2 separate regions of the Gossypium hirsutum genome follow, and region 2 is linked to region 1. A link is a contact called in public Hi-C data. All regions are on one chromosome and are shown on one strand. The core of a region is the stretch at or near the end of the contact, and the rest is flanking DNA. Distances in the headings are between cores, read along the strand shown. Region 1 holds the start of LOC121204913. Region 2 has its middle 6.8 kb from the start of LOC107949398.

The links. A called contact is a pair of places that touch in the nucleus more often than the background predicts.
Region 2: a contact with region 1 is called in a Hi-C map of leaf, with 2.0 times the contacts expected there. The contact joins the enhancer-like site here to the promoter of LOC121204913 in region 1. A contact is called at or near these places in 4 of 34 Hi-C or Micro-C datasets (callus, hypocotyl and leaf).

The regions. Positions count from the first base shown.
Region 1 is chrA08:4,946,234-4,949,543 of Gossypium_hirsutum_v2.1, forward strand. LOC121204913 reads left to right here and starts at 1,625. Exons shown (of 5, transcript XM_041075706.1): 1 at 1,625-1,953; 2 at 2,138-2,585; 3 at 2,681-2,905. The coding sequence starts at 2,184. LOC121204914 (UTP--glucose-1-phosphate uridylyltransferase) reads left to right here. Exons shown (of 21, transcript XM_041075708.1): 17 at 1-48; 18 at 131-229; 19 at 316-420; 20 at 905-976; 21 at 1,084-1,354. The coding sequence ends at 1,116.
Region 2 is chrA08:5,084,361-5,087,670 of Gossypium_hirsutum_v2.1, forward strand. No RefSeq gene overlaps it. Among protein-coding and RNA genes, the nearest start is that of LOC107949398, 6.8 kb to the right of the region's middle. Within about 2 kb of position 1,496, at least 9 of the 9 cell types and tissues checked have an H3K27ac peak or open chromatin away from gene starts, as enhancers often do. A contact at or near this core is called in hypocotyl and leaf, where this site is marked.

The sequences.
Region 1 (3,310 bases), core at 375-2,874:
TCGCGATTCCTTCCGGTGAAGGCAACTTCAGATTTGCTTCTTGTCCAGGTTATTTTCTTCTTCCTCTAACATTGCACCCTGGATAATAATTAGAAGTTTCCGTAACATGTTCTCATATTTTCTTTTTCAGTCTGATCTTTACACCTTAGTTGATGGCTTCGTTAGCCGGAATAGTGCTAGAGCAAATCCTGAAAACCCATCCATTGAATTGGGGCCTGAATTCAAGAAGGTTAGTACTTATCATGTTGATATTGCACTTTTATATGGATGCTATTTCCATAATGACCTATAAATATATATTAATTTTCTTAACAGGTTAGCAACTTCTTAAGTCGGTTCAAGACAATCCCAAGCATCATTAATCTTGATAGCCTTACCGTGACTGGTGATGTTTGGTTTGGTGCTGGTATGGTTCTCAAGGTATATTACACCCTCCAACTGTTGTGTAGCTACTCGCATGTCTTAGACTTTTGCATTCCATATGAGCTATTTACGAAGCATTAAAATGGCTCTTTTGGTGAGATTGAATATTGTCCTGATTGTTGCAGTGTTCGGAATTCAGCTTAGTAGAATTTCCCTCTATTATGATCCTTTTGATGAAAATATATGTCCAAATATCAGTTTGATCCTAAATATGGTGTGAATGGTTATAAATTATTGATCTATTGCCCTAGTTCGCCAATTTTGTCGCCGATGTTTGCTATCAGGAAATCTGGACCATTGTTTTAAACTTTTAATCAATTGTTTTGATACTTGGTCTGCTAGAAAATCCAGATACCGGATGATTTAAACTTGTTTGATCATTCAGACTACGATTGTGTGCTAATTTTGCTGTTACCATGCTTCAAGTTTCTCCTCTTCTTGACACTTAAATTTTCCACGGAATTATTATCTTTTCTTACAGGGAAAAGTGAAAATTGCTGCAAAACCAGGAGAAAAGTTGGAGATTCCGGACGGAATTGTAATCGAAAACAAGGTGAAAACATTGGGATGACAAATGAACCACAGTCTCTTTCTTACAGCCATTACTGGGATTGGTTTTGTGTTTTGCTAATTGGTTGTAATGTTTTTTATTGTGGGCAGGAGATCAATGGCCCCGGAGACTTATCCAGCTAAAGGTTCAATGGTTAAGATTTGACATATCTGATTTTTGGTCCATTTTTAGATCGGAAAATAAAAGCATGTTACGTTGTAGTATCTACTTTGTGGTCTTGCGGAAGTCAAACTTGAGTCATTGAGTATATTTATATATATAAAAAAAAATTGGTTGATTTTGGTCTGCATATTATTGAAAAACATTAATTTTGATATTGTATACTTTCTGAATTAGTAAATAATTTTTCCTTTGTACTAATGATGCCAAAGAAGTGTGGGTTGAGTTTGAGACTTGAGAGTTGTTAAAGGATATAATTTTCTATTGTATTAATTAATATGTTCTATTTCATGTGATTACTATTAATTGTTTTAATAATTTAAAATCTATAATGATAAAATAAATTTAGTTCATATTTAAGTAATAATTAAAATATGAATGTATTGAATTTGCTGTAAGAAAAGAATGAGCTAAAAAAGATGTTCAAGTGTTTGGCATTAAAAAGAATTGAACAACTACTATCCTTGTCCCTGGACTGTAGATATTTTATAGTGACAATGAAATACATTATACTCATTCTCAAATGACCGGAAAAATATTTCACGTGTCTATAAGGTCATTCAAATCAAATGTAGCGTAAATGAGCCGCCTCCAAAATTTTTTCCTCTATACTGTCAAACTGCCTTCACTCTTATTTATTTCCCCCCTTCTTTTTTCTGTTCCTTGCCCTTTTCTCTTCTCCCCACCATCTTGTTGGTCTCCTTGACCTTGACTGCACCGTATTCTCACATTGTCACCAGCTCTAACCCTCTCCCCTCTCCCCTCTCCCTCTTCCCCTCCATAGCTCAACTACTGATTGGGTAAGTAACTCTCGTCTTTTCCCTTGTTTTTTTTTTTTATAAAATTTTTGGGTTTATTATTTCCTTTTCTTAATTTCTATTAATTTGATTATCACAGCATTGCACATAAAAATTCTGCTTCAAATATTTGTAGCTGAAAATTTTTATTAACTTTTGACCTAAACATCTATTTTTGTGGCAGTAGTTTCAGATATTTTGAATCTTTTAAAAGGAAAAAAGGGGAACCCAGTATGTGTTCATGGACTGCAGCTGAATCAGACATGGTAGTGAAGAACCGGTTGGTAGGGTTCCTACTATGGCAATCGATTCTAAGTAGCTTGATTTTCTTGGCCTTCACTATAACGATCGTCTCCTGGCGCTCCGCCACTGCAATCTTCGTCTCCTTTTTCAGCTTTCATCTGTCCCAGCTGTTGTTCTCTGTGTCCCTCTCTACCGTCTTATCTCCCCAACCTAAATTTAGACGTAGTTTTCCGGTGTTGCTGACGGCCGCCGCTGTTTCGGGTTCTCTCTCAGCTGTGTCTTTTTGTGGGTTCAATGGAAGAGTGGGTTTTAAGGGTTTTGCTTCCGGGTTATTCTACGCTTCTTTTTATGTTTATAAGCGGCGATGGGTATTGCAGTTCCCCATCATTCAGGTGAATTTATAATATTGTTAAGTCTTTCTTGTTCTGAAAAATATCTTCTTTCAGTCTGTTTTATGACTTGGGTTTTGTTTGCTTTTTGTCTACAGCGTCCCCTTTTCTTTAGCTTCAAGATGGGGATCCCTTCCGCCATTATTAGGGCATTGAAGCTTTCTGCTGCAGCTTATCTATTTTCAGCACTGCTGTTGGTATTTCTGCCACACCATTTTAGCACTGATCTCAAGCTCGGGAACTTTTTTATTCAACACATAATCTCCTATGCTGCCTGCTTTTCTATGTTTCTCTGTTGGGAGTTAACTCACCATTTGCATCAGGTTGGTTTTAACTTCGAAACACATAAAATAATTGCCATTTCTAACATGTGTGATTAAAGTTTAAACTAATGTAATTTCTAACACTAATAGGTAAGTAAATCACCTTTCCAATTCCTAGGCATATTCTCTTTGACCTCTAGGGCTTTTTTGTGGATGAAGAACTCGTGGTATTAGCTGCCAGATTCTAAAGAGGATTAAATCTATAAATCAATTCTATTTATGCACTGCTGATAGATATGTGTTTTTATCAAATTGAGTCAGTTCACTAAAAATATGTACTCATAGTTGTTGCATAAGAAACACCACCGTTCTTGCATCTTTTTTCATGTCTTCTGAAGTGGCAAATTCCTTTGTGTATGTTTTATATTCTCAACTTTCAATTCCTGGTATGGTAAACTACTAGCT
Region 2 (3,310 bases), core at 246-2,745, 140 kb after region 1:
AGAAACTTTTTAATTGAGAGTTCTCGATGAAGAACTTGTTTGTTGAAAAATTCGTGTCAATGTGGAGATTGTTAGAATAAAGTGACCCGAATCCTTGTTAAAATAAAACACAGTGGGTAAAATAAAATAAAATAAAAGTAAAATCCATATAGGACTACACTTCTTTGATTTTATTTTATTTTGGAATAAGGTTTTTCAAACTTATCGCACATCATCTATTTGATATTGATTAGAATAAGGTGTTTCAACCTTACTACACTCATCCTATAAGAATATGATTTTTCAAGCCTATAAATAGAGATAGTCTACTCCTCTTGTATTTTATTCTAATTTGATATAGTGAATTGTCTTCTTTTCTGCCCGTGGTTCTTTTCCCGAATGGGTTTTCACGTAAAAATATATTTTTTCTTTATTTTTTCTTTGCGATACATCGTCATTATCGATGTTTTATTTTTCATATTTGACATTTAGAAACAAACTGATGAACATCGTGACGCATACCTTTCCAGTAGAAATTGGAAAATAGTCTATGAAATGTTCTTGTAATGCCAACATGACCACAAATCGAAGACGAATGAAATTCTGACAATAGTTGGTGACGAAGTGGTGAATTTAATGGATGGACTAGACGGTCACGAAAGAAAAGAAGTCCATCATTGTAGGCAAAGTTAGGTAGTAATTGGAGGATTGGAGTGAAGATGGTGACGCAATTCTTGGACTTCTGGATGGGATTGAGTAGCAAGACCTACAACGTCTACAATTGTAAAAATTGGGCATGAGAGCGTAAATGATGTCAAAGGAACTTGAGATAAGGCATCGACGGCGAGGTTAGACTTTCCTAGGCGGTATCGAATTTCAAAATCATATCCTATGAGTTTCGCAAATCATTCTGTTGCTCCGGTGTCTGAATCACTTGATCAGTGAAACACCGGAAAGATTGTTAATTGGTAATAATGGAAAATCGTTGACCCAACAAATACTGGCCCCATTTCGTGACTACTTGTGTAATGGCGAACATCTCCCGTTGATAAGTGGAAGCAGATTACATTCGATGATTGAGCTTTTGGCTGAAATAACCAATTGGATATGATCCTGGGACAAAATGGTGCCAATACCTACTCTGGTAGTATCCGTTTCGAGAACAAAAGGTTTGATAAAATCCATCAATTGCAAAATCGAAGCCGAAGCAAGTAACTGTTGCAAACGGAAAAAAGCATCCGCCACTTGGGAAGTTCAATAGAAGTTGTCATTTTTTAGCAAATCAGTAAGAGGTCCAGCGATGGTAACATAATGACGGACGAAATGGTGGTAATAGCCAGCGAAACCCAAGAAACTTTGGACCTTATTAACGGTGGTCGATGTTGGCCATTAGGAAATGGCATGAATTTTGGTAAGATCGACAACAATTCATTGGGCCAAAATAATCTGTCCTAAATAGCCAATGGAACCTTGGCCAAACAAACATTTGGACTGTTTAGCTATAAGCTGATGGATCCGAAGCCGTTGAAAGACCTGCTCAACATGATGAAGATGAGTAGCCCAAGTTGAACTATAGACCAATATATTGTAAAAAAAACCCAGAACAAAGACACGAAAAAAAGGTCGGAAGACATCGTTCATCAGGATTTGAAATGTTGACAGTGCGATGGTTAAGCCAAATGGCATAACCAAAAACTGGTGATGGCCCTCGTGAGTTCGGAAGGCTGTCTTGCATTCATAACCAGCCTTTATCCTAATATGATGATAACCCGCCAACAAATCCAATTTGGAATAAAATCGGGCACATAGAGCTCCTCAAACAATTCGTGGATCGACAGAATGGAAAATCGGTCTTTGACCGTGACAGCGTTGAGGGCGCGATAATCAACACAAAATCACGTTCTGTCCTTCTTGCGCACTAACAATACAGAAGAAGAAAATAGACTGGTACTGGGTTTGATTACACCATCGCGTAACATTTTGTGAACTAACTTCTCTATTTCTCTCTTCTGAAGTGAGGATATCTGTATGGTTGAACTTGGATGGGTCCCGTATTCGGTAACAAGTGGATGGCATGATCGTTTGGATGGGCTGGTGGAAGACCCAGAGGTTTGGCAAAGACATCCGAGAAGGTCGATTAGAGAGCTACGAGATCAGTCGGATACGGAGGAAGAGAAGTCGTGTCGGGGCACAGCAGTTTGAGTGAAAAATACTCTGCAGTAGCTTGTGTATGGGCCATTCGTCGAAGACAATTGTACTAAACTTGATGAACAATCGGAGACGTGTCACCTTACCAACAAATTGGTTGATTGTTGTAGGTAAACTGAAATTGGGCGGTGGCATAGTTGGTGACAACCAGCCCGAGAGTCGCCAACATTCAATCCTAAGAACCATACCCTAACCCTTAAGAAGCAGAACAGAAAAATCAACATTAATCTCTTGACCCTAAATGACCAATAGGACTTAACGACAAAAACCTGTACAATGCAACCGCTCACCGTTTCCGACTAAAACGGAGAATAAGGGAGTTTCTTTAGTAGTCAAATGCAAAAAGGTAGCCAAACGGGTCTGAACAAAATTGTGGATACTATCCCAATGCAAAAGCACCCATATTGGCTTATCGTGAATGCAGCCAGTAAATCGAAGGTAGTGGTGGAATAGCCACCGTCCAATGCATTATAAGAAAGAGCAGAAGCTGTAAGAACTTCTTGAAGTTGTGGATGAGCAGCTAGAGAGGCATCAGACGGTTCTTTGTGGGTGAGTTCATCGCTGGCAGACGGAAAAGAGTCACGATCATCATCAAAAAAAAGAAATTGAGGCTTAGACTTGCATTTATGATCATACGAATATTTCTCGTCACAGTTGTAGTAGAGGCTGAAAAGGAACTTTCGTACCCCTAAGAGAGTAGCAACATTGAGTGGTGTTGGAGAAGACAAGATAGAGTTTGTAGAAGGTGATGCCGACTTAGGGGTTGGCAAAATGGGCCTTCCATGGCCCAATGTAGGTTTTAGGAGCCCTTTTTCCAAAAGAGACCGTTGCTTATGCAACTGGGCAAGCGCAATAGCATTCTCGAGCTCCGTGGACTTGTGGATAAGTAAAGCAGTTTTGAGGCCTGGTCGTAGGCCAAATGAAGATGGTAAAACATGGTTCGGTTCGTAATGGCCTCAAAACATGCACGATATTCACTGACTGTGGAGGTTTGCTATAATTTGGCAAGTTGACCTTCAGGAGATTCCAATTCACGGGAACGAAACCGCTTAATGGGAGCATCTGTAAAATGCGCCCACCCAGCTAACTGTCGATTACGATACATCCAATCATGCCATTCTTC